Linked DNA regions of Oryza sativa: region 1 is linked to region 2. A link is a contact called in public ChIA-PET data. All regions are on one chromosome and are shown on one strand. Each heading gives the region's core, a stretch centred on a gene start, on an enhancer-like site or on the middle of the called end of the contact. The rest is flanking DNA. Distances are from core to core; before and after follow the strand shown.

The links. ChIA-PET counts read pairs in DNA pulled down with a chosen protein or histone mark.
Region 1: a contact with region 2 is called in an RNA polymerase II ChIA-PET map of leaf, with 2.7 times the contacts expected there. The contact joins the promoter of LOC4343735 here to the promoter of LOC4343722 in region 2. A contact is called at or near these places in 1 of 15 Hi-C or Micro-C datasets (seedling) and 1 of 4 datasets of contacts at active chromatin or transcription factors (leaf).

What each region holds. Positions count from the first base shown.
Region 1 is chr7:23,875,624-23,882,629 of ASM3414082v1, forward strand. It overlaps LOC4343735 (chitin-inducible gibberellin-responsive protein 2-like), which reads left to right and starts at 4,403. Exons shown (of 2, transcript NM_001403126.1): 1 at 4,403-4,586; 2 at 5,830-7,006. The coding sequence starts at 6,004.
Region 2 is chr7:23,741,376-23,748,051 of ASM3414082v1, forward strand. It overlaps LOC4343722 (UDP-rhamnose/UDP-galactose transporter 2), which reads right to left and starts at 3,852. Exons shown (of 5, transcript XM_015792008.3): 1 at 3,157-3,852; 2 at 2,824-3,008; 3 at 2,522-2,722; 4 at 1,146-1,307; 5 at 31-677. The coding sequence starts at 3,286. The coding sequence ends at 318.

The sequences.
Region 1 (7,006 bases), core at 3,153-5,652, 130 kb after region 2:
CTTAAATTTCACCAAAAATGTCAATTATTATGTCCAAATTCAAAATCCACTTAAACATTTTGTTCAAAACGTGTTGGCAACTTTTTGTGACAAGTTGACAAGCACGATCATAGCACCTTATGCCTTGCAGTGATCCTAGAGTCGCCAACCACCTCAATCTAGCAAAGAGCTAAACTTAGATGGGTTTTGACGAATAAACCGGCTAGCGGAGCCGATTTTAGATAACTACCCGTCTCGTGGGCAAAACGGAAGGTTTTCAGGACAAACCTACAAAGAGATGTCGCACTCTCGCAGCGGCGGCGGACGGTTTACGGCGCAAACCGACAAAGATGGACAAACTAAGAGAAACTAAAAGCAATATGAAAAACGATTCAATTGATTGATTGTAGATTGGTTTTTTACAATAGAACCGGCCATGTCCCTTATATAGGGGTTGGTCTTGCCCTTTACAGGCCCTCCTCCACGTTCAACTCGGGATAAAAACCAAAGGAAACTCGAAACATACCTTCCCAAGCAAGGAAATCCCGAAACCCGATGAAACACAGTCGGACTCGGACACTGCCGGTCAGACCAGCCACACACCGCCGGTCTGACCGGCCTTCAACAGGAGGTCTGACCGCCCGACACACGGCGGTCAGACCGGCCCACTCGGAGAAAACCGGTATACTTCCAAATCTTGGCGATCTTTCCTATCTTAATTTTAGGTGCCAAATTTGGGTGTAAACACAAAACATTCGATAAAAACCAACAAACCTGAAATTCCCATGAGCCTCCAAGTTTTCTTCTAGTTAGAACCAGCTGGTAGGATGGTACCACTATGAGATCGGCCAAACATAAATATTATCCACAGCCATTGATGTTTACACTCCCCACTCCAGTGAATAGATCAGATATATATGCAATAAATCAACACTCTTTTATGCATCCGTCCGGCTTTTTGCTATGATGACGGAACAAGATACAAGGCTGCAGTGTCTCGTCAGGTTGTGGTCACAAAGATGCGGAATAGCCATGTCGTTCTCTGAACATAAGTGCACCGGTGTCCTATTACCGGGGTCATCATCTTAGTCATAAACCACACTAGCAGCATTTCCGCGCTCGGTGGGCCCACCATTCGACGCATGCATGGTGTGTTGTGAGCCAAAATATTAGCCAAAAGGCACTGGCCGGAATGTGGATGACATTCCAGGGACAGATAAGAAAATCAATAGACCATGCCACTAGAGAGAAGAAATGAGTAGGAGAGAGGAGTAAAGATGATCAGGACATCTCACCTTTTATCAGTGTAGACAGAAAAATCTTACTGATTATGTGCTGGAAAAGTTAGATCTAAGAACAAATGGAGATGCTCTTACAGCTGGATAGAATTATACTATATGTACTGATCTCTTCCCGGCCCTCAACCTAAAGTCATGTTTTTCTTTAAGAAAAAAACCATGAATTCGCAGCATTTTTATGGAACAAGATTAGTTTTTCTGGAAAAAAATAATTAATCCTCTATATATCAGTATATTCCAAAGGACCTCTGAATGGTTTCGTGGTAAATAATATTTTACATAAGAAGTTCATATAATGCTTAATATTGGGCTGTTGCACATATGGTATATAAGAACTTTTACGGTAAAATATACTACCAGTATATACTGGTAGTATATAGAAGGGCATGTTAAGAATTTGATAGAAAATAAAACAACACTCTAGTAATTTTTGTTTCAGATTAAATCTAATTGGAGTACCCGGTCCTGGATCTTATCATGCGCTAAGAGAGGAGCATCGTGAGCGCTATTTGATGACGAATCACGTGACGATAACACGATTTGATGAAAGAATAACGAAGAAAAGACAAAATTACCCTTTCAAACTTTATACTGCAATCTAATTAATAAAAAATCAAATTAATCTACACTGTTAGATCATATATACTTGCAGTATATACTAGCAGTATATTGTACCGTAAAAGTCCTCATAGCATATAGGCTAGTCTATTATAACTCGTTAATCTAATATATTATGAAGGTAGCTTGAAAAACTAACCATGTTCGCTCTGAACAAGTACTATAAATTCTCACATTAATTATAAAAAAGAAAAAAGGTTTGGACCATTAAATTATATATGGTGGGTTCAGATTATGATGGTTTAGATCAATTGATATAGTTATATAAATGAGCATGTTCGGCTAACCATTACAGCCGCTACAGCTAAACACAACCCTAGCTGCTATAGATGCAGACACCGGGGGCGGATCTAGGAACAAAAAATTGAGAGGCTCAATTATACAGTTTCTTCAACCTCCAGCCATTTAGAGACCTTTAGTTTATTATTCATGGTGAAAAAATTGAAGGGGGTGCTCCGAGGGTATCCATAGGTCTTGTGGGTGTAGGGGGGACTCGAGGCCCCCCTGCACCCATATTGGATCCGCCCCTGGCAGACACAACACACTGTGTGTTGACTGCACAAGAGTGAAATTAAGTAGAACAGCGCCAATACAAATGTATATATGTATAGAAACATAATCTAGGATAATTGTGTCCAGTGCAAAATTGCATGTATCAAATTCAAAAAAAAAGAATATCTCGGTGTAAAAATAGATGGGAAAATTCCGCTAGTAATGTACTGTGGGATAATATTAACCAGAACAAAATGCCTCGAGAAGCTTTGACTGGGCTGTTCCAAGGAAAAAAAAATCTCAAACACGTGTTTTCTAGTACAGTTACATGAGAGCGACAAATACTAAATACTAGTATTCACTATCTTCGGAAGCCTCCATATCTCCTTTAGGTTCTAGGTCCTATGTCATACTCCCTCCGTTTCAAAATATTTGACACCGTTAACTTTTTAGCACATGTTTGACCATTCGTCTTATTCAAAAAAAAATTATGAAATATGTAAAACTATATGTGTACATGAAAGTATATTTAACGATAAATCAAATGATATGAAAAGAATAAATAATTACTTAAAATTTTTGAATAAGGCGAATGGTCAAACACGAATTAAAAAGTCAACGGTGTCAAACATTTTGAAACGGAGGGAGTACATAACTTAATACTAAAACCTTAATCGTCAATATTTTTCTCTACACGAGCGTCACATAAATATTACAAGAAGTCAAAATACTAAAACCTTAGTGGTTCATGATAAGCATGTTCGGTATGAAATTCCTGATTCCGTGAGATAATTATTTAGCGCCTAGCTAGTTTGCTTCTCTTTAGGTAGCGTCATCTTCCAAGAATATATCCTATACTCCTACTTGCTAGTAATATTTGGCCTAGACAAACTTGAAGAGTCAATTAGTTGCCATTTTTCTAAGTAAAGAAAAGTGAAAAGTATACTTTTAATCCTATTAACCTACTACTAAAACTTAAAATTTACTGAAAAACCAGCGGTAACAACAACTAGATGATACTTTTTTTTATTTTACTAGAAAAAATGCCCATGTGTTGCAACAGATGAAGGCTATTTTAGTCTTATTATTATTATTATTATTATTATTATTATTATTATTATTATTATTATTATTATTATTATTATTATTATTATTATACGGTTCAGTTAGAGTGAAAATTATTGTGGGAATTTGCTTGGATATTTCTTTTAGAAAACTATGAGCTACAATTAGGAGTCTATCTCTCATCTCAAGTTAGCATGCGAGTTTTTTTTTAAAGTATTTCTTATACGACTCCTTCTGTATTTCCAAAAGCATCCCAAGTTAGTGTGCGAGTTTTTTTTAAAGAGATTTCTTATATGACTCCTTTTGTATTTTCAAAAGTGATCAGACTTAAAAGCGGACTCAAACACGGATCTATATTTCCAAAAACGAACGAACTTAACAACCGACTCAAATACGAATGATCTACCAAAGTAACGGTAAAAATATCTTTAATTTTTATAATAGTAGAGAGATAACTGGTATATAAAAATCATATTTTTACTGACCCACGTATAAGTGACCTACGACATACCCCTCCGTTTCGAAAAAACAAATCTAAAAATAGATGGGATCCTACCCAGTATAACGAATCATTCCATTCTAGAAAGAACCAACCTAAAATTAGATGAGACAATATTTAAAACTACCAATTTGGACATGCGAATGCCGTAATCTATTACTACTACTACTACTACTGAGAGGATACTTCATCCAATCATCCGTAGGCTAGCAGCAGCAGCAGCTGAGTTTTTTCTTCCCCCTCGAATAGCAAGCAGATCAGCAGCAGATGAGTGGCTGGTTAGCTGGACAGGAGTCACAGGACACTCGAGAGGGATAGATACCCTTTTCTGCTGGGCCCCACGTTCGTTTGAACACGGGGCGCACGGTGGGCCCCCCACACCCCCCCCCCCCCCCCCCCCCCCCCCCCCCCCGCGCATCCGTCATGCCTCACGACAAACCGCGGACGACGCGCACGGGCCACCGGGTAGAAATACCCGCGCCCACCCGAAAAATTCCCCAGCTCACCTCCTCCTCACTACCACCACCACCACCACCACCTGCTTCCTCCGCGGCTGCGTGCGCCGCCTCCCCAACCCTTCGTCCTCCCCGCCGGCCGCCGCTGAGATCCGACGCGCCGGAGCGGAGCTCGCTGAGGTAATCGCCGTCCTTTCTTGTAGCAGCTGGTGGTAGTACTATAGTATGCTGTATGCTAGCTAGGCCGGGTTCTTCGTGTAGTGCGCATGCGAGGCTGGATCGGAGCGCGCGGGTGCGACATGCGAGGCTGCTCTGCTCTGTGGAAGTTCCTCGCATGGCTCAAATCCAGCACTTTGCTTTGCTTCTTTCGGTAGCTTGGCGATTCTTCTAGGCATATCGTTGTTCATCTACGCATTCGTGAGCGTGTTTAGCGACGCATGCAGCGGCTTAGTCCCCGTTGAATCGTGGTTTGGTTGAAGCCGTGAAGTTAATCACCGAGAGAGACGGACCGCGTCATAGCAGCGCACGAGTGGTAGCTGAGCAAGGTAGATCTTGAAGCTTTTGACCGCTGACTTGGAGTGAATTTTTTTAAGGTGGGTGTTCGTAATAATCTTGTGCCGGGACCCGGGGGTAGTTGCGCTAAACGGGTCAAAGTGTCAAACTTTGCCCTCTGTTTTGGTGTCGGAAAATTATGGGAGAGGGGGATACTTTACGACTTGATCTACAGCCCTCTGTTTTGTTGGCACACGGATTGGTCGAACCTTCTTGTACGATGGGTGTACGGTACCCATCCATTCATGACGTTGTTCTACGGTCAGCGTTACGGCATGCTGCTTGATTTTGTTCACTTGTCGGTAGGACTAGGATGCCAAAATAGTTGGTGGTATTGCACAACCTAATTTCTTAGTTGTTTCTTTTTTGTTTCGTCTTTTATTAGCGGAATTAACATGTTTTCACATCATAATGATGCTTGTTTAGAAGAGCTAAGGTTTCTGCTCGTCTTAGTTTTATTTGGCAGAAAAGAATGCATGTATGACATTTGATCCCAAGTTAAGTTGCCACAGTCCAACATGTACTTTGGCATGCCCGCTTTCTTCAGTTCTGATCAGATACTCAGTATTGTTGTAGGATAGATTCTATGTAGTTTTCTGGCGATCTTCTTTCGTTAGATACAGTAGATTATCTCAGGTATCTGAGATTTGAGATATTGTGGTTTTCTCAACATTAAATGTTTGAGAATTCATAGTGGGTGGTTTCTTCAATGAAACAACGTCAGAAAATCCATTTCAATTACCGATATTGCCTTGTTTGGTTCTGATACTACTTAAAATAATTGCTTCCAGTAGTTCAGTGCCAGATTTACTTGAGTTGGTAGCTCAGTTTGTTTATGTTCTGACTTCTGATATCTACTGGTTCATTGCAGATTTTGTTCCTGCTGGATTTCTGAAATTTTACTGGAGGACTAGAGATATCAAGACACCAACAACAAACTAGTACAAAGTTTTCCTTCCAGTTAATCTGTTCCTGGATCTCCTTGCCATACGCGAAGCAGTGGATACTATGCAGTAATTGGTTAGGAGGTCTTTACTGAACCATAATGGCTGATACTCCAACTTCCCGAATGATTCATCCCTTCAGCAATATACCGAGCCAAAACCTGAAGCAGTTCCAGTATTCTGATAATCCACAGCACCCTTGCCACCCTTATAGGGCACCTTCAGACACCCACGTTGTGCCACATCATTATGGCCTAAAGTCACATTCACCGGATGCTGGTTATGAAAGCCAGGCTACTCCTAACAAGTACACATTGGACTCCTCTGAAGGTGCTGGTTGTATGAGACATGATTCTCCTTCCAGTCAAAGTTTCACAACCAGAAGTGGTAGCCCTCTATCTCAGGAAGACAGCCACTCTGACTCGACTGATGGATCTCCTGTAGGCGCCTCCTGTGTCACTGAGGATCCTAATGATCTGAAGCAAAAACTGAAGGATCTCGAGGCCGTTATGCTTGGGCCAGACTCGGAAATAGTCAACAGCCTTGAGAATTCGGTGGCAAACCAACTTTCCTTGGAGCCGGAGAAGTGGGTGCGCATGATGGGCATTCCTAGAGGCAACTTGAAAGAGCTACTGATTGCCTGTGCTAGAGCTGTGGAAGAGAAGAATAGCTTTGCTATTGATATGATGATTCCAGAGCTGAGAAAAATAGTTTCGGTATCTGGTGAGCCACTTGAGAGGTTGGGAGCCTACATGGTAGAAGGGCTTGTTGCCAGGCTTGCCTCCTCTGGCATTTCAATCTACAAAGCTTTGAAATGCAAGGAACCAAAGAGCTCTGACCTTCTGTCTTACATGCACTTCCTGTATGAGGCCTGTCCCTACTTCAAGTTTGGGTATATGTCGGCAAATGGTGCTATTGCAGAGGCTGTCAAGGGAGAAGACAGGATTCATATCATCGACTTCCATATCTCTCAAGGGGCTCAGTGGATCTCTCTCCTTCAGGCCCTTGCAGCCAGGCCTGGTGGACCACCAACTGTAAGGATCACTGGTATTGATGACTCAGTGTCAGCTTACGCACGAGGCGGCGGGCTAGAGCTGGTCGGAA
Region 2 (6,676 bases), core at 2,602-5,101:
AGAAGAAAAAAAATATCGACAGCTTCAACAGAATCATCCTACAACGGATAAACACCTGTATTCCATTATAAGTCTTGTCATCTATAATAACAACACGCCATCAAGAACATGGCTTCTAAAATGGTCATCTACGTCGAGACCGGCTGGGGTTCATCAGCATCATCATCATCTATGAACCCCAGGAACAAGGGAGGAGGCAAAATTAACACAAGTGCCGATAGCTTCAAGAACTTCCCCCAGAATGGGGGCAATATATGGATTTGAACACGTACAAAAAAGAAAGGAACAAGAAGAATGAATAAATAATATGTCATTAGCTAGCTCTTCATCTCGCCTTCCTCGAGGTCGGACGAGGGGAGGCCGCTCACCCTGGCCTTGAGGGGAACGTCCTCGGAGTCGTCCAGCATGTCGCTCTTGTTCCGGGGGATTGGGGCGGAGGCCTTCTTCTCGGTCTCCACGGCCCAGCTGTAGACCACCATGCCCATCACGGCGAGCAGCATCCCGAGGATGTTCTTCACGGTGAGGGCCGAGTCGAACAGGATCCAGCCAAGAATCAGCACGCACACGGTCTTCATGTGGCCCAGGACCTGGAACGAAGTTGCAGAGAACCGGCCGATGCAGAGGTACTGGCTCATGTTGCAGAAGACAGCCAAGGAGCAAGAAAGCAATATGAAGAACTGCAGAGTTATTAACATAGCAAGTTGTTAGAACATGTTTTAAGAATTCCCAGTAGGAGTATTAAAGCAACAAGGAGAAGTGCATAATGATTAAAACAGACCACAGCACGAAAACTGCATGATAGGAACTGTTCTGTTTGGTTAGCAGTAAATTCCAGTTTCACCGTGCTGTAGTCATAGAATAGAAACTAATCGTTCAACAATTTTCTTGGGATGAACATTAGGCAAAACAAATAATATTTCAATGGGAAACAAAGTTGACAATTTACTAGTGGTGTACTGATGCGGGGATGTCCACTCAACATGAAGAATGGGAGAAATCATTGATGAAACATTCCAATAAAATACTCAATAGTACTAGCACAAATCTAGAGTAGAAGATACAATAACATGGCAAAGGTATCATTCATTTGGAAAGAGTGCTGTCATGAATAGAAAATTGTGACATGCACATGCGAGAGAACTTACAGTTGCCCCAGTTGAGAAGTTGTAGTTTAATAACCATCGCCCATTGAGGTAATAGTCAGCAAAGGGACCAAGTATAATAAGAGACACAGCCTGTATTGGTGCAGTTTTGCTGAGAAGTTCAAATGACCCTATGTTGTACTTCTTCTGAAAGGAGCCAATTGTCTGGGACAAGGACAAGTAACGCATTGTCAGAACTCAGCATATAATTTACAAAGAAGGATCCATCAGCATTCAGATTTAAGTAATCATCTTCCACAAATTTCAAAAACCAACTTATGTATCAAAATTATTACCGTACGAAGAGCCATAAATATTTATCACTGTCCAATGCAATAAGATTACAGGAATATAAACATCATAGGCATAGTTTTTAAAAGCTGGCCGGTGAACCACTTGCAGTCCAGTTCACAGGTCCGACTGCCACTTCAAACTGTCTGTCTACGGTTCAATAATATAGTAGTTATTATCACTTGAGTTATGTTGAATCCAATCTCAACTCATAGTTATATGATCCTGTTCAACACTTATATAGGCTTTAGTTCCCATAGTCCCATCCTAGCAATAGAGGGGTGATGGCCCAGCTTGGTTTTTGCCTATTGACATGTTCCCATGATGGATATTGCAGCTTGCAGGTCGTATTCTAAGTCAAATCCTGAGCTGGACAATCTAATAAAATAATTTATAGTCCATTTCACCCCCAAAAAATATCTCTAGTAGTATCCTAAAAGGAGCCGTCCCCGGTTGCCCTAGTTGGACCACAGCCTGATCCAAGTTTTAGAAACTGGTAAATAGTCCAAAAGTTGCTTCAGCTTGGTCGTAAATCTTCAAAGTGATTCACAGCTAGCATGTAAATTCCACAATGTAAAGTATCAAGGCTGAAGGGGTACATAAAAATAGTCTATCACGACTCGTGAGAATTGCAAATCTACAGCTTATGATGCGAAAATAAACATTCCATGTACAATTCTATGGCCAGCATTACTATTCTACAGTTTAGATTGGCTGTTTCTGAGTTTTCTGTATTCTGAGGACTCAATGGCAAGGTTCTAGCATCCACACTTTAGTTTGAATGCTATCGCAATTCAGAATAGTGTTACAACAGAATGTCCTAAGTAAATTAACAGAAGATTGAAAAACAAGTGCCACCACAAAAACATTGCTACACCATTGTTCAATAAAAAAAAACTGATTTTTTTCATCCTCAGCAACATGATTCAGTTTCAAAAGAGTATCAAGCCTATAGTGTTAACAAAAAAACGCTTGAGTAGTTGGCAATTGCAGTATCCATAACTAGTATTTTTAACATCCTAAAGGGGAATTTGAAATGCATAACAGCACAGGTCCAGTATCAGGATTAAGGGGGGAGAAAAACTCACAATCTGTTGAAGCGACGTGCAGAAGACAGCCACGCAAGCGCAGATGAATCCCTTGGCATTGACCTCCACATCCGTGACCGTGCAAATCCCAACACCCGCCGCCACGACGACCACGGCCGATATAACCTTGGTGGTGTAGTGCTTGCTGTTGAGCACCCATTCCATCAAGCAAACCACCGGGATCATGCTCAATTTCGAGATCTACAGGTTTGCAGAGGTTTCGCACCTTCAGCCACACAAGAGCACAAGACGGCATATACAAACATTCCAGGCAAATGGGCAACCTAGTAAATATACAATACCTGATAGAAACCGACGGAGTTGAGCATGAGACTAAGGTTCATCCCGGTGATGGACGTGTTGGCGACGAGGGAGAACCAGACGAGCTCCCAGAGCGGGACGTGCTTGGATACGGAGTAGCCGGTGGCGTTGGAGATCCATCCGACGAGCGCCGTGACCGTGAAGTGGAATCCGGTCAGCGTCGTGGCTGCATTCGACCAAAGGAGGAAACGAAAAAAAGAAGAAAAAATCAGATCCCGCGGCGGCGTCACCAGGAACAAACCCGAACCTGCGGATCCAGATCTGCGGAGAGGGGAAAGGGGAGGAGGAGGAGCGCGCGAAGGCGCGAAGGGTACCGAAGGAGAAGGCGTAGCCGGAGGAGGACATGAGCTGCTTGTTTGCCATGATGATGCCGACGGAGCTGACGACGTTCATCGCCCACGCCCCGACGTCGGACACCGCCGGCGGCTTCTTCTCCGCCTCCATCTCGCCCCTCCTCCTCCTCCTGACGCCGCCGCGGCTCTCTTCCCCCTCCGACGACGACGACGACCTGGCTGCGACCCTGGGCGGAGGAAGGGCAGGGCAGGGCACGGCTCGGCTCGGGTCCCGCGGTCTACCACCCGGGCCTCGGTGCCTCACGCGGGAGGAGCCGCAGGGTTATAAAGGACGGGAGGCGTTGCCGCCTAGGCAAGGCAAGGAAGGGAGGGGGAGGGAGTGCGGGGAGGGGTTTCGAATTGGTGCTGTGTGCGCACGCAGACGCAGTGTGGGAGGCGGAAGCGTCAACTGCACGGGCGGAGGACGGTGAAAAAACTGCGATCTGCGGGGAGAACGGGAGGGGAGGCGGGTTAAGAGAAGGAGAGATTAGAGGAGAAAGACGACGCGCGGGGGAGGGGAGGAGGGGAGGGGGAAGGGTGGCAGCCAGCGGCGACGGCGACAGAGCGGGATCTGGGCGCGGCCGGGGGCTGTGCGTTCGCGCATGCTGGCCCCTTTTTCATTGCAGTTTCCCCTCTTTTTGCGCGTTTTGCCGTGCGGGATTGTGGATGGATTTCGCCGAGTTCTCGCCCCGTGGCCAGTTCAATTCAAAGCGCCCGCGAGGCCCCCCCGCGACTGGTTCTGCTGCTGGCTGGGGTTAAAGAGGTGAAAGGGGCCCAAGGCTCTCCTCTCTTCGTCTTATCAGCCACGCGGTGCAATGCAGCTGCAGACTGTTTGTGCGTGACTACGGTCCTGTTATTTTCTCCAATAAAAGCTGGATGAATATTAAGATTTTCATGTCATGTTTTTTAAACTGTTAAACGATGTGTTTCGTGTAAAAACTTTCTATATAAAAGTTGCTCAAAAAATATCATATTAATTTATTTTTCAAATTTATAATATTTAAAACTTAATCAATCATATATTAATACCATCTCGTTTTGCAAAAAAAACATAATCTTCATCTTTATCTTCAGGATAAATGAACATCACCTACCTATTGATTTTTGGATAGGTTGGGAGTTAAAATTTTCAACTAATGGATACAGTCTGCTCCTTCTGTCCCAAAAAAAACAACCTCTTAGTAAGATGTGTCAACGAATCTGTATATAAAGTATATCTAGGTTTTAGATTCATTGTATTAGGATGTGTGTCCAGATTCGTTATACTAGTTGTGAGGTTAGCTTTTTTTTTAATGGATGGAGTGCTTTAAATAGAAGAAGAGGATAAATATGTCAAAATCGTAAATCTGGAAACAAATGCAGTTGTGAAATCTAATTTTGGTGCATTGTAACTGAGTGTAAATGCTCTATAACCAAATATAAGTGTTTTGTAAGAGTGTAACTACAAGTTGGATCTATACAAACACGAATCTTAATGTAAGATCCTATGGACAAAAAATCAAAATACAAGAGTCCAAAAACATGTCACAAGTGAAATAGCAAAACCGTTATGGGTTCCACCTTCATCTGACACAAGTTGACAAATGCCTTTGGGTCTACGTTTTCGACAAAAACCGATCGAACACCATGAAATTTTGAAGTTTCGATTGGGACAAAAGTAGACTCTGAGTAAAAATTTAGATGGTTTTCAAGAATTTAAATTGAAACAGTAAAATCAATCAAAATTTGGTTGAAAGTTATACCGCTAGGGGTCGGGGATTTAGCAGTATGTATCGAGAAACCACTTGGTAAACCGATCTAAGTTAAAAACTGAACTAAATTAAAATTTTCAGCAAATATTTGACTGAATTTCACCAGCAACCAAGCAGTAATTACGATTAGACAAATCCGTTCATCGTCATGGTCATGCATGACTTGTACATGTGCCATTCAGCGTGCGCTTTGTGTGATATAATACACTTAGTGTTATTGTGTAGCACATACTAGTCCGCAGGAAGCTTAGGACTACGCCACTGAATAACCTTTCCTGCCATGGCAAGCAAGGCTGGAAAGAACTCGAGTCTTTTCTTGTCAAGGGGGCATCACATATGATACTCATATATTAGACGGTCCGTTACTTTAGCATTTGCTCATAGTGAGCCCTACTCCCCTCGAGATCCCGGTGCCCTGCTCGACGGCTTCCTCAGTTTAACAAAGGGTGTGTTTAAGTTCATGCTAAAATTAGAAGTTTAATTGAAATTAGAACGATTTAACGGAAAAGTTAGAAGTTTATGTGTGTAGAAAAGTTTTGATGTATTGTAAAAGTTTAAAGTTTAAAGAAAAAATTGAAAACTAAACCAGGCCAAAGTGTGCAAATTGGGCTCTGAACTTGGATGTTGGGTGTCCATTTCGAAGGCATATGATGCGTGCTAATCTGTGAAAGGATCTCGTCATCCGATCTAAACCAATCAGACAAATGGACTGATTGGAGCGACAATTCAAACATGGCTTTCGAGATCAAATTAAAGTACTGGAATTATCTGCGTTTGGGAGCACTTGTCACTCTGTCAAGCAACAGGGCCAGCTGACAGGTACATGCATGGCCAACATGATTGAATTGTAGACACGGTGGTGGCCCACCATTACTCTCACGGCAAGAGAGTTCTGGCACGTTACACTTCACCAATTGTTAGGCCGGTGACCGTGTACACGGGAGCAAGAGTTACAGAACCTGCGAAAGCAAAGTCTTTGGAGTTCGTTCGGATCGAGTCCCATTTCCGTGAGCCTTTTGACCAGATTTTAGCTTAATCAGCGTGAAGTAGTGGCCAGTTCATTTGACTTGGCAAGCACATTCCTTAATCAAGCAAAAGCTCACATGCATGTTGCACACATACAGAACTGAAATGACGGTAGATTAAGGGATACATGTCGAGTGCATGTCTTGCCTTAACAAAAGTGCCTACCGCCGATTATTTATACTCCCACTAGTTTATTTTTAAGAGTTGATTCCAATCAGTAAAATTTCAGAGAAAAGATTGCATCTACACGGATCTTTGCCCACAAGACTACTCTCTCCGTTCCAAAAAAAACTAAATTTAGAAAAAAATATGATATTTTCTAGTACAACGAATCTAGACAAAAGATTATCCGGATTTAGGACAGAGGGAGTGCTTTCCGATATATAGCCGCATGTCCAGCACAACAGGGTTTTTTCTTCACCAAATTTACATAATCAACGTCGGCAACGGAATATCCCGGTGGTAGGTATCAGTTTATTCATTGTTACACGCTCGGTGGTTGGTGATCCATGTGGAAAGAGTCAATGGCCCAAATATTAAAAAACAGGAGGAAGAAGAAGAGGAGGAGAAGGTCCCTCCCAAAGTCCCAACCATGCACAACCCGTCACTTTCAGATATCGGTATGTACAATGTCCCAATCACGAGCAGAAAATAAACCTAAAATCTTAGCCATCGGTAGCTTGCTTGGTTACGACCTATCGTTAGTGACAAGTGCTACTAAGGGC